6 separate regions of the Mus musculus genome follow, and regions 1, 2, 3, 5 and 6 are each linked to region 4. A link is a contact called in public Hi-C, HiChIP or PLAC-seq, Micro-C and promoter capture Hi-C data. All regions are on one chromosome and are shown on one strand. The core of a region is the stretch at or near the end of the contact, and the rest is flanking DNA. Distances in the headings are between cores, read along the strand shown. Region 1 has its middle 73 kb from the start of Gm26331. Region 2 has its middle 65 kb from the start of Gm42034. Region 3 holds the start of Cyld (CYLD lysine 63 deubiquitinase). Region 4 holds the start of Sall1 (spalt like transcription factor 1). Region 5 has its middle 50 kb from the start of Gm35593. Region 6 has its middle 73 kb from the start of Gm35593.

What was found. Promoter capture Hi-C pulls out the DNA fragments that hold promoters and counts their contacts. A called contact is a pair of places that touch in the nucleus more often than the background predicts. HiChIP or PLAC-seq counts read pairs in DNA pulled down with a chosen protein or histone mark.
Region 1: a promoter capture Hi-C map of liver shows a contact between it and region 4, with 4 times the contacts expected there. The contact joins the enhancer-like site here to the promoter of Sall1 in region 4. A contact is called at or near these places in 11 of 39 promoter capture datasets (the 3T3-L1 cell line, the HPC-7 cell line, cranial neural crest and 7 more), 2 of 484 Hi-C or Micro-C datasets (liver and uterus), 17 of 115 datasets of contacts at active chromatin or transcription factors (VIP interneurons, craniofacial prominence, differentiating embryonic stem cells and 12 more) and 1 of 9 other capture datasets (embryonic stem cells).
Region 2: an H3K4me3 HiChIP or PLAC-seq map of forebrain shows a contact between it and region 4, with 2.6 times the contacts expected there. The contact joins the enhancer-like site here to the promoter of Sall1 in region 4. A contact is called at or near these places in 2 of 39 promoter capture datasets (cranial neural crest and liver), 1 of 484 Hi-C or Micro-C datasets (embryonic stem cells) and 8 of 115 datasets of contacts at active chromatin or transcription factors (VIP interneurons, craniofacial prominence, embryonic forebrain and 5 more).
Region 3: a Micro-C map of embryonic stem cells shows a contact between it and region 4, with 4 times the contacts expected there. The contact joins the promoter of Cyld here to the promoter of Sall1 in region 4. A contact is called at or near these places in 4 of 39 promoter capture datasets (cranial neural crest, hippocampal neurons, liver and 1 more) and 4 of 484 Hi-C or Micro-C datasets (cardiomyocytes, embryonic stem cells and uterus).
Region 5: a contact with region 4 is called in a Hi-C map of cortical glia, with 1.9 times the contacts expected there. The contact joins the enhancer-like site here to the promoter of Sall1 in region 4. A contact is called at or near these places in 9 of 39 promoter capture datasets (cranial neural crest, embryonic stem cells, epiblast stem cells and 5 more), 1 of 15 datasets of contacts at CTCF or cohesin (stem cell-derived epiblast-like cells), 9 of 484 Hi-C or Micro-C datasets (cerebellum, cortical glia, differentiating embryonic stem cells and 4 more), 29 of 115 datasets of contacts at active chromatin or transcription factors (VIP interneurons, astrocytes, craniofacial prominence and 18 more) and 1 of 9 other capture datasets (embryonic stem cells).
Region 6: a contact with region 4 is called in an H3K4me3 HiChIP or PLAC-seq map of microglia, with 4 times the contacts expected there. The contact joins the enhancer-like site here to the promoter of Sall1 in region 4. A contact is called at or near these places in 11 of 39 promoter capture datasets (3T3-L1-derived adipocytes, the HPC-7 cell line, cranial neural crest and 7 more), 1 of 484 Hi-C or Micro-C datasets (liver) and 14 of 115 datasets of contacts at active chromatin or transcription factors (craniofacial prominence, embryonic basal ganglia, embryonic forebrain and 9 more).

Annotation. Positions count from the first base shown.
Region 1 is chr8:89,514,530-89,518,604 of GRCm38.p6, reverse strand. No RefSeq gene overlaps it. Among named protein-coding and RNA genes, the nearest start is that of Gm26331, 73 kb to the left of the region's middle. Within about 2 kb of position 1,809, at least 6 of the 459 cell types and tissues checked have an H3K27ac peak or open chromatin away from gene starts, as enhancers often do. A contact at or near this core is called in liver, where this site is marked.
Region 2 is chr8:88,773,203-88,777,078 of GRCm38.p6, reverse strand. No RefSeq gene overlaps it. Among named protein-coding and RNA genes, the nearest start is that of Gm42034, 65 kb to the left of the region's middle. Within about 2 kb of position 2,313, at least 22 of the 459 cell types and tissues checked have an H3K27ac peak or open chromatin away from gene starts, as enhancers often do. A contact at or near this core is called in VIP interneurons and forebrain, where this site is marked.
Region 3 is chr8:88,694,125-88,698,536 of GRCm38.p6, reverse strand. Cyld (CYLD lysine 63 deubiquitinase) reads right to left here and starts at 1,509. Exons shown (of 17, transcript NM_173369.3): 1 at 1,438-1,509.
Region 4 is chr8:89,040,063-89,044,247 of GRCm38.p6, reverse strand. Sall1 (spalt like transcription factor 1) reads left to right here and starts at 1,386. Exons shown (of 3, transcript NM_001371070.1): 1 at 1,386-1,896. The coding sequence starts at 1,821. It overlaps Gm3134 (predicted gene 3134), which reads right to left and starts at 3,005. Exons shown (of 3, transcript NR_166639.1): 1 at 2,452-3,005.
Region 5 is chr8:89,474,562-89,478,922 of GRCm38.p6, reverse strand. No RefSeq gene overlaps it. Among named protein-coding and RNA genes, the nearest start is that of Gm35593, 50 kb to the right of the region's middle. Within about 2 kb of position 1,757, at least 9 of the 459 cell types and tissues checked have an H3K27ac peak or open chromatin away from gene starts, as enhancers often do. A contact at or near this core is called in VIP interneurons and cortical glia, where this site is marked.
Region 6 is chr8:89,351,949-89,355,912 of GRCm38.p6, reverse strand. No RefSeq gene overlaps it. Among named protein-coding and RNA genes, the nearest start is that of Gm35593, 73 kb to the left of the region's middle. Within about 2 kb of position 1,907, at least 2 of the 459 cell types and tissues checked have an H3K27ac peak or open chromatin away from gene starts, as enhancers often do. A contact at or near this core is called in microglia, where this site is marked.

The DNA.
Region 1 (4,075 bases), core at 560-3,059, 470 kb before region 4:
GTTTACATATATTTCCATCAAATTTAATTACAGGAACTACGTGTTCTGCCTAAACATAATTAGGATCCATTCAAAAATATAGTGTACTTTAGTTCCAATAAGCATGTTAGAATCTGAGACCTGTGGGCATAATTCACCTATATTACTAGATAGAATGCATTTCATTGTTTTCAAAAATAAACAAACAACAAATCAGATTAACAACAACGACAAGCATCATTTCATAGTGTCCTCTGCCTGGCCTTTCTTAGACAGTAGCTCGGTCCTTCCACCATCAGGCACGCAATGGCAGCTTAAGCATATCTCTTTTCTCTCTTCTCTCTGCCTTCGGAAGTCAGTAAAGTCTTCATGAAAACCACTGGGATATTAAATGAATCCCTTGAAATCCAGATTCCTCACCTGTAAAATGGGAATACACAGCTCCCCCCGTGGAGATGATTTGGGTTGGTGACATTAAACGTAGGCACTGCACGTCTCACAGAGCATCCGTGTGACTAGGTAGGATCTGAGCTTAACTTTGCCCAGACGGAAGGTGGCTGAAATATTTCAAGGATACATTTTTTTCGTTATAAATTAGAAATGGATGCATACTTTTCTACCAGTTAGAACAGTCTTTGGTAGCAGGCACCCAGATAGTCCCTCTCTATGCCAAACATGTTTTGTTTTTTTAAATTAATTTATTTATTTTATGTATATGAGTATTCTATCTGCGTGTATACCTGCACACCAGAAGAGGGCTTCAGAACTCATTACAGATGATTGTAAGTCACCGTGTGGTTGCTGAGAATTGAACTCGGGACCTCTGGAAGAGCAGCCAGTGCCAACTCTCCAACCCCTAAGCATGTTTATTTTAAGCCATACCTTGGTGTGGATTTTCCCTAGCTGGGTATGTATTCCCCTCCCCACAGCCCCACTTATAGTCAATTCAGATCATTAAGGTTTTGAAACAAATCACATAACTCCAAAGATTACATCATCACCTAGGCAGCAGGAAATGAGCAGGCACGGTCTTGGGAAGAACGTGCACATGTGTGCACATCAAAACTTGCCTTTGCGGCTTCTATGGACGTCATACCCTGAGAGAGCCATGCTGACATGTTCTAAGGGCAGATGAGAGGATTCTGACATGAGATGGTGTGGGAGACAGCCCCAAGACTCATCTTTAAAACAATCATTTCCTTGAATTAGAACACAATACAGAGAGTTTTTAAAATTCAAATCCAGTAGACATAGATGAGCAGAATTCAAATGGTTCTCCTAAACCCAGGGCTCAAGGATTGCAGTGTGGCCTGCCTGGGTGGGTGGCTCTGGGTGGCTCTGGGTGGTGTGTGCCCAGGCACTTAACCAGTGATGTATTGTCATAACGTGTGCGTATGTATAGCTGCAGGGAGATTTCTGTTTCGTAAGTGGAAGCTGAAATAAGTGTGCAGCCCGCGCCATTAATCTGTAAAGTGGCAGAAACAATCTTGAGTTTTGTTTTTTGAGACCTTTGGGCAGAAGAGAGGGATTTAGTCAGTAAAATTTGGTTTTTATATTGATTTGCTCAGGCGAAGTTTAGATGAGGAGAAAAGACCTCGAAGTGGATTTTTAAAAGATGGAAAGTATGAATAAATAATGGTTTTCAAAAAAAAGAAAAAAAGAAAAAAGAAAATGGACATTTTATAACAAAATCAGGTAGAGAGAGAAGTTAGGGGTTAAATAAATAGCCTCCAAAGCCATCCGTCAATTCTAGGCCACCACCCAGGATCCAAACCTGAGCTAACTAGTTTAGAATAAGATTAAGGTCTTAACCTCTGAACTTTGACCTCACTAGGGAAACACCAGATGGCCATGGGTAGGTGGTACCTTTCTGACTTTCCCAGACTGGAGCCCTTTACTCTAAAGGAAAATAAGTGAGGATGGAGGGAAATAGGCAAAGAAGGGAGAGAAGCTTGCTCTTTCTTGTCAGTGAACGCAAGGGAAATGGCTAAGTTAGCTCAGAGAAGACCAAAATCTCCCTTGCACTAATTGTGTTTCAGTGTCTGGGAGGAGATGGGATTCTGCCGCTCTCTCGGCTTTCACTATTAGCTGAAAAAGAGCCAGGGATTTTTTTTTTTAATAGAAGCTCTTCTGTAAAGAAAGCAGGGTAACAATAGCTAGCTGTCACAGGCAGCTGATATCTACCTTTGATCAGCCAAATGAATGTTGCAGGCATTTCTTATAGAGAGGAGATTGCTTATCGATCTATATCAAAATATGCATGCTAATGCCAGACAGCAGAGAGTATTTTCAAGTGGAGTTAATAATCTGATTGCTGCCCTGTCTGGAGCAATTCTCTGAACTCGGAGCTATAATCAGTCCAGGGTCTTGCAGTCAAATGTACTTTGCTGTTTAAATTTGGATTTGTGACATTGATTGAGGAGCCCTTGGAAAGGTGTTGACAAATCAAATTGTTTGTTCCAGTAGTGTTTTGCTAGAGATCAAGTCCAAAGTAATACGCAGTGAATTTGTTCATTACGCTTGGAGTGAAAGGAATGATAAAATTCACCTGCGTCATTATCACAGACACGAGCCCAATACAAGAGATGGTTTGTGTCTGAAGAAAATGTAGTGTTGTGGGTGCTCCTGTGAGTGATAGAGGGGGGTGGCCTGCTAGACCTTCAGGATATTAGATATGTTGTAAGAAAGACAGGCAAATAAATGTCTTCCATGTTTAGAACCACAACACTTTGTTTATTTGGTTGAGACGAAAAAGGGAAAAAATAAAAAGATAAGATGGGTGCCTAGGTGACCACATGACTTGACGCCTTAGGCACACAGGCTTGTGGAGGCTAGGAAGTTTCCCACCACAAGAGGAAGTGGAAAGGGGACAAAAGCCATGACTTCTTAAGGCAGGCTCTACAGGGACAGACAGAGCAAGTGGGAGGTTCCAGCTGGGCTCTCCCATAAGCCAACTGGAGACTGGAATGTGAACCAGCAAGAGAAGCTTTCAGAGAAAATTCCAGGAAGTGCTGGAGGGGAAGAGGAAGTGACCTGGAACTAGTTTGTTGCTTGTTGCTGTTATTTATCTCTCTTTTTTTTTTTTGAGGTTATAGTATAATTACATCATTACCCTTTTCACTTTCCCTCTCCAACTTGCTCCACCCCTTCTCTCCCCCATCCCCCATCCCCCACCCCTCCACCCCCGCCCCCAGATCCCTGCTTTCTTTTTTTCAAATTCACAACCTCTGGCTAAGGAGCAGGTTCCTGCTCTGGACACCAACCATCTGGGGACTCAGAGCTAGCAGAGAAATGAAGAGGAAGAAAGACCTTGTCAGAGTTGAAAGGGGCTGGGGGCGAAGAGCCTTTTGGGTCCCCACACGTAAGGTAAGTACAGTATGTTGGTGTGGCCATTGCAGAGAGAGAAATGCCGCAGTCTTTGTTACTGGATGCCCCTCAGAGATAGAATCCCATTGGATTCTGGGAAAAGGAGGAGAAAGATTGACAGTGTTCAATCCTCTAACTTTTCATGTCACTTTGCCATGGTTGATAACATCTAAAACAATCATGCCAGCTAGCATTTACTGCAGAGCTCAGATGCCAATCATATTTTTTTTCATTTAAATGAACCACTTCAGTGTGGGAATTTATTTTTTAAGTCTGGAGGTGGGAAGTCTTTAATAAGACTAAAATTAATTTACAGAATTGGTTGTAAAATAAAAAAAGGCAATAGACTAGATTTATTGGAGAGGAACGCATCAAAGTGTATATAGTCCGTTGCAAGGGTTTGCTTTGCTTAATGAATACTTTGAGTCATGTATGTGGGTATGTATGAATGTATACACCAGGTCACAGGAAATATATCCTTTCCATGAATCAAGGAAGGAGCTAAGCTGTGTGTTCCTCATTTGAATCATGTAGAAATTATTCTCATTCTACTTCTGAGATTCCTAGGTGTTCTTTAACGCACATAACTTCACATAGGGAATTCAACATTGTGAGGGCCAACCCATACACTTTCCAACAGCAAACTACAGAGCTGACTGCACGGCAAAGATGTGAGCCCTGTAACTTTCAGAAAGCCTGCATCAGAGACCATCTGCTCCTCCAGAAGGCT
Region 2 (3,876 bases), core at 1,064-3,563, 270 kb after region 4:
GTAGGTTTCCCTTTCTACTTCCACCTCCTCACCCACAGAACAGGACATGCCTCCTTGTCCCAAGCCTTGGCCTACCAGTGGGACCCATGTGAAACACCCAAGGACACTGGCTATCTAAGCAGCCATCATCAGAATGACAGAGCCAGCAGACAGTTTATTTTTCCAAAGTGAGATAACCATTATAGAAATGAGAACAATTGATGATAAAAATGTAGAACTCTTCTTTCTCATTTGGCTGTCTACGAGCCGGTGGCTTCCCTACACGGAGCTGTGAGCCCTCCAGCTGGTGGCAATCACTTCCCCACCCTCTCACCCATTTCCATGGCTGCCCCAATGTGAACCAAGATGAGAGTCTTTAGTTCTCACTGGCTCGTCCCATTAAACACATGGGAAACTGAGGTCCAAGGGGGAGAAGCCTATAGAGTGAATGTCTTTCTTATATGGATGCATCACTTGTCAATTAAAAACCCTGTGGTCTATGGCTTGCGCAGGAGATAGAAGGTGGGACATCTGGAGGGCCGAAAGAATTCTGGTCAAGCCCAGGAAAGATGTGAGGAGATGGATAGATGGTACCTGAACACAGGTGACCAGCCACATGGCAGAATGCAGGTTAAAATAAATGGGTTAATGGGAGTTACAATCTAGTTAGAGAAGAGCCTAGCTATATGACCAAGGTATTCATAAATACATTTTGAGTCCAAGTCTTATTTCTGGGAGCATGGGCAGTGAAGAAGAACCTGGACTTAATTTCCACAAAAGCCTGACTTAGCAAGGTTCCAGTACTCATGTGTCCCCTTTCCCTGACAGAGAGTCTTCTCTAAACACAGTGTTTTGGGGGGCTCCTAGGGCTGGAGGAAGGCGAAAGTCTTAGCTGCAATTCTGCAAAGCTCTAAGAGGCCCATTCCTCCGTTGCTCAGTATAAGTGGATTTTAAAATGTGGGTGGGGATGATGGTTTCCAGAGAGGTAGAGATTGTTTGACAGGAACATTCCACGGCTGGTGTTTCACAGTTTGTCTCTTCGGTCGTTTACGGTTAGGGTTTTACCAATATTAAGGCAAAGTAGATTCATTTGACAATCACCAGAGGGAAATCAGCGGCTGCCATAAAGCCAATGAAGTTATGACAGCAGGCCCGGGAGGAGTCACAGCTGAGGAGAACCTGCCAGGCTGCTGACAAACGATGATAAAGTGATCGCTCATTCCAGCACTCAATGGAAATTGACAAGGTGGGCCTCCCCACCTAATGAACAGATCCAGCCCTTGCTGGATCCGATGAAGTGCACAGCAAGGTTAATCTCCACACACATCCAAATGAATCTACTCCCACGCTTATGAGAATACAGCCAGGAGGGCAGGAGCTGTGGCCTCCAAAGAAAGGACCAATGTGCCAAACAGGGATGGCATCAAGGCACTGGGGGGGAGGAGGGCTCCATATGTGGCATGCTGACTGTACCATCTAAAGATACCCCTGCTGCTAACCCATCAGCTCCCCAAACAGAAACTCAGGCTCAAATGGCGCCGACAGTCACACAACCTCTCGGTGAGCAACTGTCTCTATGACTTGTATTAAATGTGCCCAGCTCTGGATTCTTATAAAGTAATGTCAGTTTCAGAACAATACCAGCCTACCAGACGAGACACGTTAGAGGAACAAGGCGGGTGGCATGGGGGTGGGGGGAAGACACCCCCCCCAGCTACCCTCGGAATACAATGCACCAGCTGCACATTAATAAATATGTAATGTTTGATTAGAAATATGTATAGTATTTTTTTTCCTCCCCAAATGCCGGCTGGCCCTCAGGCGGAAGACGGGATCTGGCCCGCACTGTCGGATTTCTTTCGCTTGCTTTGAAAATACAAACTCAAATGTTTTCCCGTCCCAGCTGTTTCCCATTGTTGCTGTTTATCAGCTTGAAGGATGAACAGTGGAATAAAAAAACACGCTCGCATTTCAAATGTGCCAGTCAGTCACAGCATTGTTCAAAGAAGAAAGCTTAATTGTCTGTGCTGGCAAACTTCTTTTTGGTGAATATCCAGGTTTTAAGAACAGCTATTCAGCTGTGCAATTTGTTTAATACATGCAGAGAAAAGCCTATAAAATCACTCAGTTTTCTGGGGGAAAAAATTAAATAAGGGGAAGAGAAGAATTTGGGGGTGGGGTGGGGTGGGGTGGGGGTGAGCCACATACTGAAGATCTCCACCATGTTCCCTCCGGGACCAGAGTCTCCCGAGTCTGTGTTCTGCTTGGGATCCTCTGAAGCATCCCGTCACGGATGGGAAGGGTGCAAACAAACTGCAGACACAGCCCAGGCAGCTGGAAGTGCAGACGGGTCCACTCAAAGCGCTTCCCTCGCTGAACACACCAACTTCTGTTTGAACAGCCCCTGCTTTCTAGGAGCCGAGCAAACTCAGTCAGCAATGCTCAGGGGCCATCGGGAAATGGATTCTGGAATTTGGGGCTGGCGAAGACAAGTTCCTGTGGGGAAGGTTTTAAATGCCAAGGTAGACTTCTCACCTGCTGAGGTGAGTACCTTAGGCCAAGCCTGGACATCCCAACTAGCCCCTCCATCTGTCAGGGATAAGAGGGGGCATGGTTGCCTGGTTCACCCACTGGGCGAAGCTATACATGCCCCCCAGAAAATGCTGGTCATGCAGCCAACAAGAAACATGGTTATGCTTGAATGGACTCAGCTGCTGCAGCAGGGGATCCCGGCTCCAAGAGGTTTCCACTTGGAAGCCGGATGCCCTGGGGACAGGAAGATAGTCTAAAACAGCAGTAGGAAAGCCATCTTGTCCTTTCCAGAAGCAGGCATCTGGGACTCTGATTGAACCCATGTGGATGACTGTCAGACCTCACCTGTGGGAGGAGGGGAGAGAAATGGGGACTAAGGAAATGCAAAGACTCTGGAGGAAGGGCCTCAAAGAGATGGAAGAAAGGTCTTCACTATCTACCCAGAGGCAACATATTCCCCTAAGACAATCGCTCTCTCTGTCTCGATTTTAACGCTATGGTGTTTTCTATAACTAGGAAGGAGTGAAATATCTGGAAGTGCCCAACCAAATACACCATAGTGTACACACACACACACACACACACACACAAACACCTGTTTCCAGCATCCTCCCCTCCATGCCATTCACAGTGGAGTGCTTACAACATCCCACACCCAGGTCAGTGACAGAGAGATCTGGGTCTCAGAAGGCAGGGTCACCTAACATGAACCTACCCAGGTTCATGTCATAATAATAATAATAAGCATAATAATAATAAGCACCCTCTCTCATCCCTCTGTGTGCAATGCTCTATTAGTCATATCTCCAGAGAACCCTGACTAATACAACACAGAGGGAGTGGAGCGCTGGGGGCGTGCTTATTGCCCACAGCCAAACCTGCAAGACCATCCACCTCTGTCACCTGCCTTGACCTCTCCCCTAGTCCATCCCAGAGCAGCGCTAGCTTTTAGCCTTGAGCTTAACCCCTCATGTTCCTTAAGGCCCATAATTTCTCCATTGGTACCTGTTTCCTGCACCTTCCGTTCCTCCCTCCCTTGCTGGCCCCTACATCTCCATAGAAACATGTCTTACACCCTAGAATTAGCAGGAAAATGAATTGGATCAATACTACAACTGAGGTATACCCATCGATCAGCGCTGCTCCGAATTTCTCCAAAGAAAAAGCCATGTTTGAAAAGGAAAAAAATGAATGCATACCTACATTGGTTAACCAAAGACTTGCTTTGTCTACAGTTCCTGGAAGACAGGAAATATGTGAGGTTGGGTTGGCAGAACGGGAGGAGACCATGACCAGAGCTACTGAGAAAGCAGAGATGGCCAAAGCAGCCTTGTGGTCAGAGGGGCAGCGAGCAGAGTAATTAGA
Region 3 (4,412 bases), core at 260-2,759, 350 kb after region 4:
ACACTAAGTATAGATTGATGGGCAGGATAATTACTGCTCTTTCTTCATGTATTAAAGACTTCCTTAAATCACTTAACCACAGTTTAGGTATCTTCTGTTTAATATGTCATTTTTACATAACAAGTTCCTGGTCTTATCAGCTCATCTCAAAAGTTTCCAGTCCAAACAAGGCTTTTTTTTTTTTTTTTAAAGAATACCTTAAAATTTTGCAGCAGAACATTAGAGAATGTTCTGGGTACTGTCAACATTCAAATTACATGAACTTCACTAAGAATTTCCAGCAAATCACTTTCCTTCAATACTGTTCTAGTGCAAATCCACCCACTACCCAGCGGGGAGCAGCAGGCTAAATTCTTGGGGCCATTCAACCTACTTGAGGTATGAGGGGGTGTGCAAGAGACTGATGTTTGAATGCACGCCCTCTTGATGCCTGCATTCTTCTCTGGAGCCAATGATTACAAAAATGAGCAATCTTATTAGGAATCCCTGATTAGCCCCAACACAGACACACACAGACACACACACACACACACACACACACACCACAGCAAGGTATGAATGAATGCTCCTCTAAGGAGACAACTTTCCAGGGAAAATCAAAAAGAGGAAGGTGGCGGGGATAGTGGGGGTTGGGAGATTGCAAGGCTTGGTGGCTAGAGGATGACAAACCCCTAAAACATGCAAATGCCAAGGGGTGGAATAGAAAAAGATGCCAAGGACATGAATAACCTGGCAGCTGACCCAGATGAACTCAGTTCCAGACCATGATCATTCGCGACTTGGCGGTCTCCTCCAAGGCTGACCATAATAATAAAAGGAAAAACAAGGTACCTGTCTCAACAGGATGCACCTTCCAACTACACAACTGTGCAAAACCATCCTCTCTCCTCCCCCCTCCCTCCAGACCAGAGAAACTGAAAGAAAAAGCAGAACACGCCATTAGCGAGGCCAGACTGCTCTTCCGGGAGCGGAGCCACCAACACCCCACAAAACAGCACAGACGTGAGGTACCATAACCCGAGATTCTCCCTGCCTCCTGCAGCCGTTGGGAGCCAGGCAGGGTCCCGGCCTCAGTTTCCCCATCTGTCCACGACGGCGGGCCAGAGAGAAAGACGGAGTCCTGCACTGCTCCTACCCAAGCCCTGTGGTGCAGGAGTCCCGCGAGTCGGGAGCCCTCGGGCAGGCTGGAGGTGACAACCGCGGTTGACGTCAGAAGCTCGTCGGCCCGGGGCAGCTAACGGGCGGGCGCTGAGGCCCGACGGTCGCCTCCGCGCTTCAGGGCGCCTGAGGCAGAGCAGGAACACTGGGGACCTAGCGTCAGCCGCGCGGCCGCGCACACTCACCCGCCTCGGCCGCCGCTCAGCGCCGCAGCCCCGGGCTTCAGAACCAGCGTCCCGGGCCGGCCGGGCGCCCCACACCCACCACCCCAGTATTTACCTCAGGCGCGCGGGCCCCCGCGCAGCCGAACCTGCTACCTGGGCCCGCCCCCACCTGCCCCGCCTCCGAACTGCCCGCGGGGAGGGAGGAGCGGAGGCGGAGAGGGTAGATGCCGCGCTAGCCAATCGTATTCAGAGATCCGACCCTGCGTGCGCTCTGATTGGGTTTTCTTGTAACAGACCTTCCTCCAATGGCTGCTGGCAGGGTGCTGGCTGAAGGGACTTTCCGCTCGGTCAAGCTCGGTGGAGGCAAAGGGAAAGCGAAGGGGCGGGGCAGAGGAGAAAGGGTGGGGGCGAGGAGCGATGGCTGATTGGGCGAAAGGCCGCCAGTGTCATGTCACCATTGGCTGAAACCACGCCTGGGCGGGGCGCTGTGCTCTTAGCTCCACCCTCCTTGCGCGGGTCTTGTCTCTTGGCTTAGCTGTCAAAACTAGGGTGGGAAGCGATCCAGAGAAGAACTGAGAATAATTTTCAGAATTCCATTGAAAGAACAAAGCTTAGAATTACACCTAGAGTCAATGTTTTCTTTCTCAGTTTGTCAACATGTAACACGGGGAACTCCCAACCATCCTAAGCCTCAATTTCCTCGTCTGTAGAACGGAGGTGTTAGTACCACCTGTTTTACCGGATTATTGTGAAATGCTATATAGTATCTCCTAACAGTAGACTCTGTACAAACTGAAGCTCTTTCTGTCCTCAGATGGCGTCTGGGACACCTGCTGTTTTTTTAAACTTCTGTGGCCATCCTCTCCAAGGGTGGAGAGAGTCTCCTAAGGATAAAGAAAGGCTTTCCACCCTCTACCTTACCCGGGACTGCATCCCTGGCCACCAGCCAGAATTAAGGGTATAATGAAGGATCTTTCAATTAGACGGAAGGATTCTGACTCCCAAAAGTGTTCAAAATATTTAAAGAAACTCTTTTTATAATCAGCCCCAGAGCCTGGCAGCACATGACTTGCTTCACTGGATAGTTCTCTTAATTAATTCCTTCTCCTTTGACATTTTAACTACTAATTATGGGAGAAGGTGATTAATACTGAGAAGGAGGGGTGTGTGTGTGTGTGTGTGTGTGTGTGTGTGTGTGTGTGTGTGTGTGTGTGTTTAATCATGACACAAATTTCCCCAGTGAAGACTACCATGTTTCTGAAAATCCAAACAATGAAAACCACTAACACAGAAGCAGACAGACACATGGGTGATTGCTAACAGTATTAACTCACAACTCCTCTCCCTGCTGAAATCAACCATGATGAAATTGGTATCTTCTGAAAACTGAAGCCTCAACTCTTTCCTGTCTTTCACTGGTATACATATATCCTGTTCCCAATTTCCCAAGCTCTAGCCACATGATATAAATCAATAGTGACACACAGTGGCCTTAGACAACAACATTCCCCTATAGATCTGGATTCTCCCATGACACTGGCATGATTCAGAGATCCAATCTGGCTGTGTGGGAGAACATTTTGCTTGGCCCCATCCAACAAGGAAGAGGACAGAGTTGAGGAAGTAGACTTGGGAATCTTTTAGTGGGTCAAGCAGACTTATTTTCTCCAGATTGTCAGAGTCCTTCCCCCACTCTGTTTTCTCTCCTCAGATCCTTTCTCTCATGCTCATTGTCCTTAGGCTCCTGGAGATGTGATTTGCCGCTCCTGGCTGAAGCATCTTTATGTCCTTTCTGATAGTGACATCTTGTATAGTTGAATGCTCTGCTTCAGTAGGGTTTGCCACTGCACTATCAGTAACCATGTACCTCACTTATCCCCACCCCCACCCCCGCTGACACATGCTCACTGAATCAGGATAAGGGCCTGACTTCATCCAAGATCACCAGCTCATCCAAACCTTACTTGCAGGCTCTTCTTAGTCGCCATTCCAGGTCAGTCGGTACTGGCTGCCTAGAACTGAGCTGCCTAGAACGATGCTGAAGCTGTGCGTTCAGGCTCAAGAGATAAAATAGCCGCCATGGTCTGACACACAAAAATGATGTTATTGTCATACTAGATACTATTTGCAGTTCTTCATCTTTCCGGTGTCTTGTTTTATGGAAGGGAGATTAAGGTCCAGAGAGGGAAAATAGTTTCCCTCAGTTACACAGCTGTTTCTTCGCCTGAGTTTAAGTGGTATCTCTGACTAAAGTGCTTCCTAGGCCTCCACAATCTTCCCTTCAAGTAAGGCCCAGCCCAAGTGCAAACTCTACCAGCCATCTTTTCAGATGACTCCAGACCCCATTGATAACCTCTTGCTTCCCTGCCCTCAGCCTGTCCCACCCAACCTGGGCTTGGCTCCATGCAGATCAGGTTAAGTAGCTGAGCAGCTACCAGGAAACACATCTAAGTAGAGAACAGGAATGCCTGATCTGCCTTCCTGGGGAAGGGGAGAAGAGTACTGCCCCCACCCCCCACCCCCCACCCCCCGTGTTCCGTGTTCCGTGTTGACAGCTCAGTTACAGTTAGGAGAAGAACAGTCTAAGAACTCTGAGAAGGGAGAGGTGCACTCCGAAGCAGCCTGAGAAGGGCTCCTGCAAAGTAAGAGAGCAATGATGAATGTCAGCAGGGGCTGAGGGAACACCCCAAAGGGAACAGGAAGTGCACGGCATGTTGAAAGAACTGAGAAGGGGAACGCGCTGTCACCATAGCATGCTGCATCAGGGCCAGGTGGGTCCTTGTGCCTAGAGCAGCAGGAAGGGTTTTTAGCCTGGTTGTGTGATCCCAAGCTGTCTCACCTAATCCCCTTACTATATGTGTAGGACTCCCCCCACCCCCAATGCATGGCTATTGAATTGGGTGCAGCCCTCTCTAGACTGCATCCAGATAGCCTTTTAGGAGCTATTGAGTGACTCACAGTGGGTACTGAAGGAAACATTTCTTAGTGGTGCTGGCATGCCCCTGTCATAGACCCTGTTTGTTCTGAACCTCCCAGGGGGGCTACCCCAGGCCTCACCAAGTCCTGTGTTTATTTTATATTTTTCTGCTT
Region 4 (4,185 bases), core at 137-2,636:
GATTGTGTATCTGCACCCCTCCCCCGCCTCCACCCCCATTACTCAGCCGAAGTTTAGTTAGTTTAGTCCTTCGGGTGCAGGACTTCGGGAACCTCGGCGAGCGGAAACCCCGAGGCAGGAGGAGGTCTAAACTAAGCCGAGGACCAAGCCTCAGGTTCGCAGGCGCCCAAACCCGGAAGAGGGAGTACAGGGCCCGGATCCCTGGGTCCCGTGAGCGGGTAAGAGAGGCTGGCTCCCAGCTCTGGGAGAGAAACAGAGAGAGATGGAGAGAAAAGTTTGGGCGCCGCACGTAGCAAGTGTCGGAAAAGTGAAGGCGAGTCACGGCGTAGCTAGCAGGGCAACGAACAGGACCCCCCCTCCATGCTCACTCACTCCGGGTAGCCACCTCGTCTGCGACGAGGTGGCGGCCTCCACCCCTAGGACACGGAGCACTAGGGTCCAGGGTAGAGGCGGTGCCTAGGGTCTGGCTCCAGCAGCACCACCCAGGCCAGGGGAGCGCTGCTTAGCACAGAATTAGCTGCGCCCCTCCCCTCCCTCCCGCAGAAGCTGAACTCGGAGCTCAGGCAGGTCCTTGCTCTCCACCCGCCCGGAGCTTGGCGGCGCCACGGTGGCCGCCGCCTCCCCGCGGAGTGACGCGCCCTGCAGCCAACCGGGGCGGCCGGGGGGAGGTTCGGGAGGGGGTCCTGGGCGGAGCCGAGCCGCCCCCTTATCCCACGGGCTCGGGGCGCTTCTCCCGAAAACTTCAGCCCTAATTGTCCCGGGAATGTCCAAGGTAGAGAAAGGGAGCTAAGGAGCCAGCAAGAGGCTGGAGGGTCGCCGCTCCCAGGCAGGGAGAGGATGGGGTGGCGAGAAAACTGCCCCTCCCCCCAAGCCCCAAACCCATCACGTCCCCAAACCTTTCCTGGGTCCTCTTCTCCGCACCCCCGCGAGCCCGGGATCCTGAGAGTGGAGAACTCTGGGCGAAGGATCTCCGAGCCAGGCGGCGGGCAGGCGGGAGGGAGGCCCGGCAGCGAGCGGGAGGCGGACTGGCGTGGGGCTGGCTCTTCCCCACTCGCTTTTTTTTTTTTATGAGAGTGGGGGTGGGCTGCTTTCTGGTAGCTCTTAAAGAAAATGAAGGAACACTCACGAAATGGGGCGCCCTCTCCTACCCCGTCCCGCCACGGGACTCCCTCCCCCTCGCGGGCCAGTACGCAGCGCGGGAGTTAGGAAGTTCGCCGCTCGCCCGCAGCCTGGGTCCCCAGCCCCCGCCGCCAGCCCCACCCCCACGCGGCCCTGCTCCGCTAGGCTCCCGGGCGAGCATGCTAATTCGGGTCGGCCCAGCCCGGGATGGAGGGCGGGGGAGGGGGGAGGGGAACGAGCGGGGGGCGCCGGCCGGGGCGCTGGGCGCGCAGTGGCGAGGAGGCAGGCCCCCGGCGGCCGGGCCGCGGAGTCCCCGGCGGTCGCCAAGAGGGTTAACCAAGAGTCGGGCGGCGCGGCGCGCAGAGCCAGCCCCGCGGCCGGCTTATTGGGCCAGCGCGCGGAGAGACAGGGGTCTGCAGCAAATCACGAACTAATTGATTAAGGCGAGCGGGTTTGAATAGCGCTGGCCCGGTGCCAATCGCCTTTCAAAGAGCCCCTCTATGATTAATCGCAATGCATTATTGATAATCATAATTATAGCAGGACACATGCGCGCTGTGCCCGGGGCCGGGGAGCCGGGGAGGGGGCGGGCGGGCCGGCGGGCGGGGGGAGCCGCCGCCGCCGCCGCTCGATTTCCGTAATTTTGAGAAGATTTTTTTTTAGTAATTTTTTATTCTGCCCCAGCTGATGTTTGAGCCAGCATGTCGCGGAGGAAGCAAGCGAAGCCTCAACATTTCCAATCCGACCCCGAAGTGGCCTCGCTCCCCCGGCGAGATGGTGAGTGCTCCGGCCGGCGCCGCGGACACACAGACACGCACTCACACGCACACTCGGACCCACGCACACGCGGCGGGCCCCGCGCCCACCGCCGCTTTCGCCTTCTGCACTCGGCGCGTCTGATTTTATTTCATGCTTCCTCGATTTCAATTTGCCGGGCCAGGCTTCCCCTGTCCCGGGAGAGCCAGCCTATCCCGGCTGGAGCTTTCCGGAGTTCCGTGTCCTCGACTGGGCGGAGTAGGGTCGACTGGCCGGCTCGCTCCTCCGCCCAGAGGGTCGGAGAAGCCGCGGCCACGACCCTGCCGCCCCGAGGGGCGATCTCTCGGGCAGAGGCCATCTGGAGCTGCCCACGCGAGCTCTCTCCCGCTCCCCGCGCGCCACCCGGGTCCCCGGGCTGGGCCTCTGTCGCCTGGGCCTCACCGCCCAGCCCTGCGGCCAACGTTAAAGAAGTTTACTTCGTCCGGGTGGCTGAACGCCGAGCGCGTGGGGAGCTCTCCGTACCCACCCCCCCCCCAAACTCTCGTTCCCACTTGGCTAGCGGGCGAAACATGGTACCTTTGGGGGTTCCGAGCCGTGAGAACTGGGGGTTGGGGTGGAGGAGCGACATCCTGGGGTCGCGGCCGAGTGCTGCCGGTCGCTCTGGAGACTGACTTAGGGACAGGGAAGTGTCGCTTGGTCCGGCTTCCCAAGTTTGTTCTCCTGTCGTTTCTTTCCACACTTGCACCCATAACCCGTCAAAGTCGGGCTTGGATGTGTGCACCCCACGTATTATGGAGTCCCATCCTTCGGGACCCGTTCTGGTAAGGGTCATTAGACACTTTCTTGGGTCCCGGGTATTAGCCCGCCAGACCCCTGGAGCCAGCCGAGCAATGAAGGCAGGGTTCCGAAAGGACTGAATGAGTAGGGAAAAGTTTGTGTGCGGGAACTGTGGCCTAGAATGGGAGAGACCCGCGCAGGGAACTGGGGTCACTGAGGGAAGACCCCCTCCGACCCCAGCTTGACCTGAACTGTTCTAGGGCAGAGTTTCCGAGCTCCCAGGCCAGAGGCTACGCTCGGTTCCGGGGTCACCGGACTTTGTGCCTGACTCTCCGCTGCGTCGGTTGGAGAGTGACCAGACCCGAGGCTCGGCGGCCCCGGCTGCCCTTCGGGAATCCTCGATCCCGGGCGTGGAGGAAGGAGCTGCACCCCAGCAGAGCTCGGAAGCGTGACCTGAGATCCGCACCTCTGGCCACTACGCTCTGCGGGCGCTGGAGCCCCACATCGCAGGCTCCGTCCCCAGAGGCCTGGCTCTGAGCGGCTCTGGGTGCGGGTACGCGCAGGCAGAGCCAGAGCGACAAGGGATCGACAGCTTACTTCCTCCTCGCTGTTGGGAGAGGGCAATCCTGGCGTGAGACACCTGGACATTTTTTCAGGCGATCTGAGAGCCATTAAGGCAACTGTTTTGCCCAGCACCTTTGGAAGCTCGAAGCCTCACCAGTGTGATTCTCTGAGTCCTCTGGAAGGATCCCTTGAAACACACCCAGTTTCCCACCCCAAAAGAACCGGTTTGAGGGTAAAACCAGATGAAATTAGCCAAGGCCGCAGCAACCACTCGGACTATTTTTGTGGGGTTTCTCAGCTAGTTTCTTAGGCTTTCTGCCGCCCCCACAACAATCTTTCCTAAAGTGAGGCCTTTGCACCGGGATGCTGTTAAAACTTAACAATTTGCATACGGGGGTGGGGGTGGGAGAAAAACAACCTGGGGAAAGAGAGGTGTTTTTTGGTTTTTGTTTTTTAAATTTATACTGGTTGTTTGTATTTTCCACGCAAAGAATTTCAAAACTAACAACCACCACCTCGAGCTTGGGAAGAAAAGACCCTTGCTAGTTCTTCGCTTTGAGTCTAGAGCTGGAATTTTTAATAGTTAAGGCTTCTCATAAAGCGATAGCATTAAAGGAGTTCACTGCCTCTTACTATTATTATTTATTAGTACAATTTTTTTTTTAGTTTATTTGAGCTGTGAGGTAAGTTAATTAAGGAACTGAATCAAGTTTCCTTTCTTTCTTTTCCTTCTTTTTTTTCACTTAATTTCTCCTTTTTTCTTCCTAAAAGCTGGTTCATTGTGATTAAAGCAGTGATTATCCCGAACACCCTAGGAAACACCCCTCCCAGGCCAGCTCCTTACTCCCTCCTTTTCTTCAGTAGTAATAGTTTTAGGTTATGACTGTTTTTACATGGCTGAACAATAAGTTTGGGAGAAGTTGACTAGAGGGCAGGTTTTGTAATAGGGTTACAGGATTTAGTGTGCTG
Region 5 (4,361 bases), core at 508-3,007, 430 kb before region 4:
GGCCAAGAACCTGTAGTTGGAGTGCTCATAGATCCTAGGGGACAATCTACTACTTCCATATTGATGAATTGAGGTAGTAACCTGTAGTGGGTTTGGCCTAATGCTGCTTGCATTCCAATACAAATTTGATGCCCCCCCTCAAAACAAAACAAAACAAAACAAAACTGGCTGTCCCAGAGATAAGAGAGTCTGCATATAAGACACTGAGAGACCCTGTACCTAAGTTGTTTCTAATTGGAAAATAAAGATTCTGACAGCCAATAGGTGAGCAGAAGAGACATAGGTGGGGTTTAGGTTTCTCGGGCTTGGGTTCAGAGAAAGAAGAGAAGAATATGCAGGAAAGGAGGACTGAGAAGCTGCCATGAGTTAAAGGTCAAGAGTGCATAGCACTCAAGGCAGCCCAATTGGAGCTAAGAGCAGCCCAGATGGAGCATAGTAAATAATAAATAATAACTAGGGGATATCAATAGGAAAATAGATTCTAACAGCATGGAGGGGAGGCAGCTGCCCAGCTATTGTGCTGATTAAGGCTTATTGTAAATATAAAGGCTGTGAGTGTGTCTTTCATTCTGAAACTAATTGGTTTAAGGCGGGGTAGAAGCCCCCAGCCAGGATTTTAAATAATTTGATACAACAGTATCCATGATAATTTGATTACCTTTGGAATTCTTATCCTTATAGCCATAGGTTATTGCTGCTCTCAAACTTGGTCAGAGAAGTTTCTACTAGCAGTAGATGCCAGTTGATACAGAGATGGCTTTTAAAACGTTTATTTCCATCATAAAAAACAATAAAAATATCACAGATGAGGATTGCCAAGCATCCAGTGCTCATTTTATAATTCCGACATCTTCATAGTAAGATAGGCAAATGAAGCCCCATTCAAAGTCTTTAGAGATGTCAGATAGCCTGGCAAAACAATTCGATACACTTGGAGTCACTCATTGGCTGATTAACCTATTAGCAGCTGATTTGTTCTTGAAAACGTTCTCACAATTCTGCTAATAAATGTACCCAAGATACTTTTCTTATTCCCTGAAATATCAGGCGTCAGCAGAGTGTAACTGACCAGGGGGATTTCTCAGAGGCTCTCTCCTTCAAACATCTCCCAAATCATTAGGACCTCCTTGACACAGCACAGCCCCCTTCCCTTACTCTTTCTCCCTTCCTCCCTGTCTCCCATCCTCCCCACATGTGCCACTTGCTGAAGTTTAAACCTAGGACCATGTGCTACCATGGGGCTACACCACAAGCCCCACGGAAGTCCTGCATAAATAGAGCTCCCCAAAGCCATTTTTACCATATCCAATGTAAAGTCAGATTTTTCCATACTTTGGTTGATTTCTTCTCTCCCGACAAATTTGCCATGTATAGACTATTATCTCTCTCATTTTAGAAATGGAGGAATTGCAGATTACTAATTGTTAAGGATTTTTCCAAGGGCAATGCTGGGATTCAAGCTCACATCAATTGACCCTGGATGTCTGGCTTGTACTTATTTGTCAACACATTCTGAAAGTGTCCAACCCTAGTTGATAGAAGAGTGATTCTGGGCATATCCTCACCTAAGAGGAAATCGGTGTGGTGGGGTCACCATCTGAGGAGAGTGGTGGCTGCTCTGAGGGGTGTCTGTCCTCAGGCTTACTCTGACAGAGACACTGCTACCAGCCTGCAGCCAGCCCGCCCCCTCTCAACCCTGGCATAGCTGCCAGGTTTCCTGGGCTGGGAAGAAGAAAGCATCCCATTAGCAGGAGGCTGCGGCTCCCAGAGTCCCTGGGACAAGAAGCATCTGTTGCTACCCCCATTGTTCCAGCTGAGAGAACACTAATTGTCCTCTCCAAAGTTGAACCTCGGTCTCTTGCCAGAGGGAAATTATGGACCCCTTTTCAGCATGCTGTCCTCTCCACAGCTGTCAGCTGAATGGCCCCAGGAGGACGGGTATATTTGGGGGTGGGGAGAGAAGTCTATCTTGCATCCTGATCCACACAGCAAAGGAAAGTTAGCCCATCCCTTGCCCATCCCTTAGATGGTCACCACCCACTAAATCCCAGACACGCTGACAATGGCTTGTCGAGAGGGTTGTATACCACTGTGTGGCATGCCATTGGCACTCAGGGGCTCAGATCCAGGGAGAATTTCAGAGGAATTAATGGTAGAATGGGCTTGGAAGTTTGGGACAAGGGGAAGTTCAAATCCAGCTTTTGGCGTTCATTAGCTTTGACATCACGCACCCCTCACACTGAGGGCTCAAGGAAACTGAGGGGATGGAGAGGGCCATATCTAATAATAAACCAGCTAGCAGAAGTTCCTGCATCCACAGGTGCCAAACTGCAAAAGTAACTTCTTTTTAATAGGGTTAACACCATCTTATCAGATCAAAGTATTGAACCACAGGTGTAGGGAAAGCCCACATAACAGGAATTCTGCACAAGAAGATTCAGAAGAGAATAAGAGACAGGACCCACATAGACTCAAAAAAGATTTTGTTACCAACTGTGCCCGAGGCACTGGGCTGACTGCTGAACATTCAGCTGCCAATAAGAGGCCTGGTCCTACAAAGAAGTTATACAAGATGGATGTCCTGACCTCAGACTGGAGAGGTAGCCATTATTGTAAGATGCAGCTGGGAACTCTGGCAAAATGTAGGGGGAAGGAACAGAGCCTTGCATACCTCAGAATCTGGGGAACATGTCTGAGGAGAAGACTGAGGAGATACAAAGCTCCCCTCTTTCTTATTGTCCTCTTTGATGTATAGGGCATCACAACACAGGAGAGTTGAAGGGGTGGGTTGAGCAAAGAGCTGGGAATGGTTTCGGAGTCAAAATGGCCAGCATCACCCATCATTCTCAGATCCCTGTACCTCAGGTATTATCTCCATCATGAGGTCATGAGGAGACCTGTCCTGAATTTGTAAGAAGTTCCAAACACACCTTCCAACATATACATGCACACACATGCATGCACACATGAACAGGAGAGGGAGGAGAGAGGGAGAGGTCTAAAGAGCATTCAATGTCCTCATTAGACACGTTTACAAGCCATTTCATCTAAGACAGAAAGAGATCCATGTGTGTCTTACTATGGGAGCCTTTACTGTCAGCCCCAGAATATTCCACTAAAAAGTTTAAAGGGAAAATGCTTCCAAAACAGGAGTGTTTCAAGCTCAGGAAACAGGAATTTTCAAGCTATATGTGGAGCCCCTTGTAGTTAGTGTGGGTCATCTCATTCCAGGGCAAAGAGCAAAGGAAGCCTGTGGGGCAGCTACTAGAAAACTCTCAAATATTTCTTGAGGATCCTGGTGTCGAATGCATCAGGTGCTGGCAACTGTGTGGAAACAAAATGGAATAATGTCATTTTATGCATCATCGAGCTTAGAGTCAGACAAGGAAAACAGGTGTGATTTACAGAGTCACACAAATAGATAATTACAGACAATGTAAGGCTTCGGAATGAAGTCAGGACTTTGTAGAAACAGGACCAGGTCTCTATTGTAAGCTGACATGAGCTGGTTCAGATTTGCCTGAGGAAGAGGCACATGGGGGAGGTTTGAGATGGAGGAATGTAGAAGCAAGACTCAGTTCTACAGAAAAGATGGTTCTGGGCAGAAGGAAGAGCCCAGGGAACAGTCTTCAGTTGACAGACATCTAGATATGTTTCATTCCGGAAGCCCAGGGCAAAGCAGCACTGTGGTCTGTAATGGCTTGATGTGTCACACACACACACACACACACACACACACACACACACACACACACACACACAAGTTCATGTGCTCCAAACACAGTCCCAATGTGGCACTCTGGAGAAGTAGTGAAACCTTTAAAAACTGGGAGATCATGGGATGATTTCAGTTCACTGGGGTGCCATCTTCATGAAGGATTAATGTCATCCTGGACAGTGGGTTATAAAACACATTCTCTCTGTGTGCTTGGTGTCTCCTGCATGCCATCCTTTTCATTTCGTGTCACAGTAAGGGGGTCCCTCACAGAGTTGAGCAGGTAGTAGGTAACATGTGCCTAAATGTCCAATGGTGGCCTGTTAGTTTTATGTACCTCTTTTCTTTATAAGAGCTCAGGTTCAGGAATTTTGCTAGAATCAGAAAATATTTCGAATCTTGGGGTCTGGGTAGGTGCTTCAGTTAATAGAAGGCTTGTCTAACACTTATAGGGCCATGGGTACAATCCCCAACACTGCCAAAAATAAAAGGAGTAAAAGAAACTTGAGAGTGTGACAAACCAAACTAGAATATCACCTTCAACCCTAGTCACCCATCAAACACAACAACAGCAACAACACAATGGCTGGATGAGACACTTTGGTGAGCTTGTAGCATAATGATACAGTACCTATTTGATAACTAC
Region 6 (3,964 bases), core at 658-3,157, 310 kb before region 4:
GACACCTGTTCCCACATGCACAACTTCCCCGATGCACACACACTCACACTCACATACACATGCATGCACAGATGCATGCACACATGCACACACCTAAAAGACTTTAAGAAAGAGGGGGGAGGTGTTAGGGGAAGTTGGTAAAATGGACTAGATGCAGAACTGAACAGACAGGGGAGCTCAGCACAGTTGCTCTTCCTGTCATCTTGCGCTCCCCCAGCAGGGCTGTCAGATGCTGTCTACTCCAGCTACTCCCAGCATGCCCCACCCACAAAGGCAACATCTGCTATGGAGAGATTTTGTTGGAGTTTGCCATTTTGATTGACATTTAGTCACATCTCATTGCACCTTTAACACATGATTCTCCTATAGCCAATGTAGCTATTGGTTATTCTATGTCTTCATTTGTTAGGAGGCTTGACCCATTCAAACATGCAAATAGAATTCTGGACGTTTATATGTTTTCTGTTTTATTGGTGGATTTATTTATGACGCGAACAGAGAAACTGGTTATTCTAGACAGAATTTCTTTGCTGAATTGAATTTTGCTTTGCCATCTGTACTACAAAGAGAAAGGGTATAGGGAGATGTATAGTATACATGTTCATATGTGTGTGATTCAAACCTTGTCCAAACATATTGTATCATTTTACTCAAGATGTAGCAAGCTATGTGCATATTGAATAAACATCTAGCTTTTCAATCAGCCTAGGCATAAAATAATCTCAGGGCTATTAATTTCATTCCCAATAGTTAGAATTTGTGATCCATTTAAGAGGAATTAATTTAACCCATGAAATTTCCATTATTATAAATGTTCCCATGCAAAGTATCGTGAAATCTGTTTCTGCCTTGTCTTCACAATCGTGGTGACTGCATCCTAAGTCAGCTCTCTTGTGCAGGGTCTGATGGTCTGATGACCAGGACTTCCATTACACTAACATTCGTCTGTCCATGAAGATCACTGTGAGGCAAGGCAGTGATTTCGTTTTCCATCTCTGGAAATCAGAGGCTCTGAAGTCAAGTGTAGTTAAACTCAAGATCTCCTTGTGACTGCTTCCCCATTTAGCTAGGCCTGGTGAGGGTGAGTGGAGCCACTCTTGTGCCTTGGCCATCGGCGCTCTTGCTGTATTACAAGGGAGTGAGCTATCCTTGGAACAGACATACAGATATTCTCCATGTGTGCTCTGTCATGGGATCTCATAACTAGTGGAGTACACGTCTGAAACTAAAGAAATTCTATGCCGAGTAAAGAAATAACAATATAACCTTACTTCTTACAGGTGCTGGCCGGGCTGTCTAATACAAGGAAAGAGTTTTATTCATAGTAGGTTTGGGGCAGTTTTAGTACCTGTGTCCTATGAATTTTTTTTAAAAAAATAAACAGTTTGTTTAAAGTGCACTTGTGGAGCTGGAGAGATGGCCAAGTGGTTAAGACCACTGGCTACTCATCCAGAGGTCCTGAGTTCAATTCCCAGCAACTGCATGGTGGCTCACAACCATCTATAAATGGAATCTTATGCCCTCTTCTGTCATGCAGGCATACATGCAAATAAAGTGGTCATATACCTAGTGAATAAATCTTTTTTTAAAGTGTACCTGTAAAGTTTCAATTTACTGAGATATTAATTGTTATCTACTTAATAGCTATCAGCCAGATGCTCAGATCTATGCTGGACAGCGGGGAAGAACACAAGGATATTTATTACCTAAGGAAATGAATGGTTCCTAAGTGGCCAGAACTGCTGGAGAACAAGTAAGTCACCTGGGACCCAGACCTCAAGTACTCAGAGACAATTCCAGTGTGGTAGAGCACCAGAGGAAGGATGAACTAAACTTGAAGTCTGAGAACTGGAATAGAAGACAGGGAAACAACCCTACATGGGCAAAGCCCATAAACGTGGTTGCTTAGAGGAAGCAGAAATGGACTGTCACAAGAAAGTTTCAGTAAACAGGCCAGGGCTGTATCTCCTGCCCAAGCCACCGAGGAGCCAAGGATTCTCCCACTGCTGTCTACCCTCCCTCGGAGCAAAGCTGCTGCCAACCAGCCCATCAAGGAAAACTGAAAATTAGTCCGAGCCTTGGTGTGGCAACAGAGCACACAGCTCTTGAATCTCAGGAAACAAAGCTTTCGTTCCTGGGGTACCTGAGATACCACAGAAGAGAACGCCTTTGGAAATGGCTTTAAATGATCTTAGTTATGCTGATTTACTTCCTGTGTATATGTGTGCAAGAGTTGGAGGTACCTTGGACCAGGGAGTGGCACCATTTGGAGGTGTGGCCTTGCTGGAATAGGTGTGAGCTGGTTAGAGTAGGTGTGTCACCGTGGGTGTGGGCATAAGATCCTCACCCTAGTTGCCTGGAAGTCAGTCTTCCACTAGCAGCCTTTGGATGAAGAGTTAGAACTCAGCTCCTGCTGTGCCACGCCTGCCTGGATACTGCCATGCTCCCACCTTGATGATAATGGACTGAACCTCTGAACCTGTAAGCCAGCCCCAATTGAATGTTGTTTTTTTTATAAGACTTGCCTTGGTCATGGTGTCTGTTCACAGTAGTAAAACCCTGACTAAGACATGTAATATACCTGGGAAGATCAAAAACAGCTTGCAGGATTAATTCTCATTTTCCACCATGTGAGTCCTAAGGATGGAACTCAGGTTGTCAGTCTTGGCAGCAAGCCCCTTAACCCTCTGAGTCATCTTGCCAGCCCTAGAAAGGGATTTAAATCTCAACTTTGTTCAATGAATCTATTGATATCATTTTCCTATTGACTGTATTATAGGTTTCATGTTATGCTTTGATTTCTACCATTAAGGAACATGAAGAATGCAAGATAAAATACATGGTAAGAACTGAACACAGTATGCCTGAGCGCTCTCAACTGGCCACTGTGTCAGAGTGTTTGTTACATGCTTTCCCTGATGTCGTTGTTTCTAGTTTACAAAGGAAGAAACCAAAGCTCAGAGATGATTACCGTGCCCAGCACAGCAGAGTTCAGGACTTATACCAGATCAGCAATGCTTCAGGTCATTTCTCTTTAGTTTGGAGTTTGGAGTTAATGTCCATAACTGAGTCAAGCAAATTTCTAGGGCATTGCTTGTCCTCGGCCACCAATTTTTGGAAGCAAACACTCATTTCTCAGGAATATTTCTCAGTTTGGTGGTCCAGACTAGTATCTCCAGCCCTTTCCTTTCATCCCTTACTAACAATGCTATCTCTCACCTCTAATCTCCAGGGTGGGCTAAGCAGTTAAGATATAGAACTTCTCAGAGCCTTCTCAGCATCAAAGCCCATGAGCTTACCGAGTTTTACTGGGCTATGGCTTCCTGAAGATCAGATTGTTCCCACAAAACCCTTGAGTCCCCAAATGTTTATGGAGTTCAAATTTACACCTCCTGTGAAGGCAAGGAAACTGATAGACACTCAAATATCCCTACACTGAACTCTAAATACCCTAACACTGAAGCTTTCTGACCAAGTTCCAGCCTCATGCTCCATGAGCCCAGAAGCACACGCACCGTGCCCACCGCTGAGCACCTCGTGGGCATCTCCATATCAATGCATGCTGTTTTTTATCTTGATGCCATTCTCCTTTCCAGGGTGTAAACAGTGATGAGACTGGAAACCCCCTTGAGATGGACAGCCAGCACCTTTGCACATTGGCGACAGATGGTGGTTTTCAGGAGAAAGTTACTAACCATCTCTTGTAGCTAGTTAATTTAAGTTGTCAGTCTGATCTAAGAGTGTTGCAGTTGGGAGTGTGTCTCCATAAGATTTGACTGTGGACTTGTCTGTGGGGCATTTTCTTGATTTTTAGTAGACAGAGCTCACTGTGGGCATCTCCAGGCAGGGGTCCGCTAAGAAACCTTGTTGTGAGGACCTGGGCAGTGACTCAGTGATCATCACTGTGGTTTCTGCTTCAGTTCCAGCTTATCCATCACGACAACAGCCAAACAAAAACCCAAGG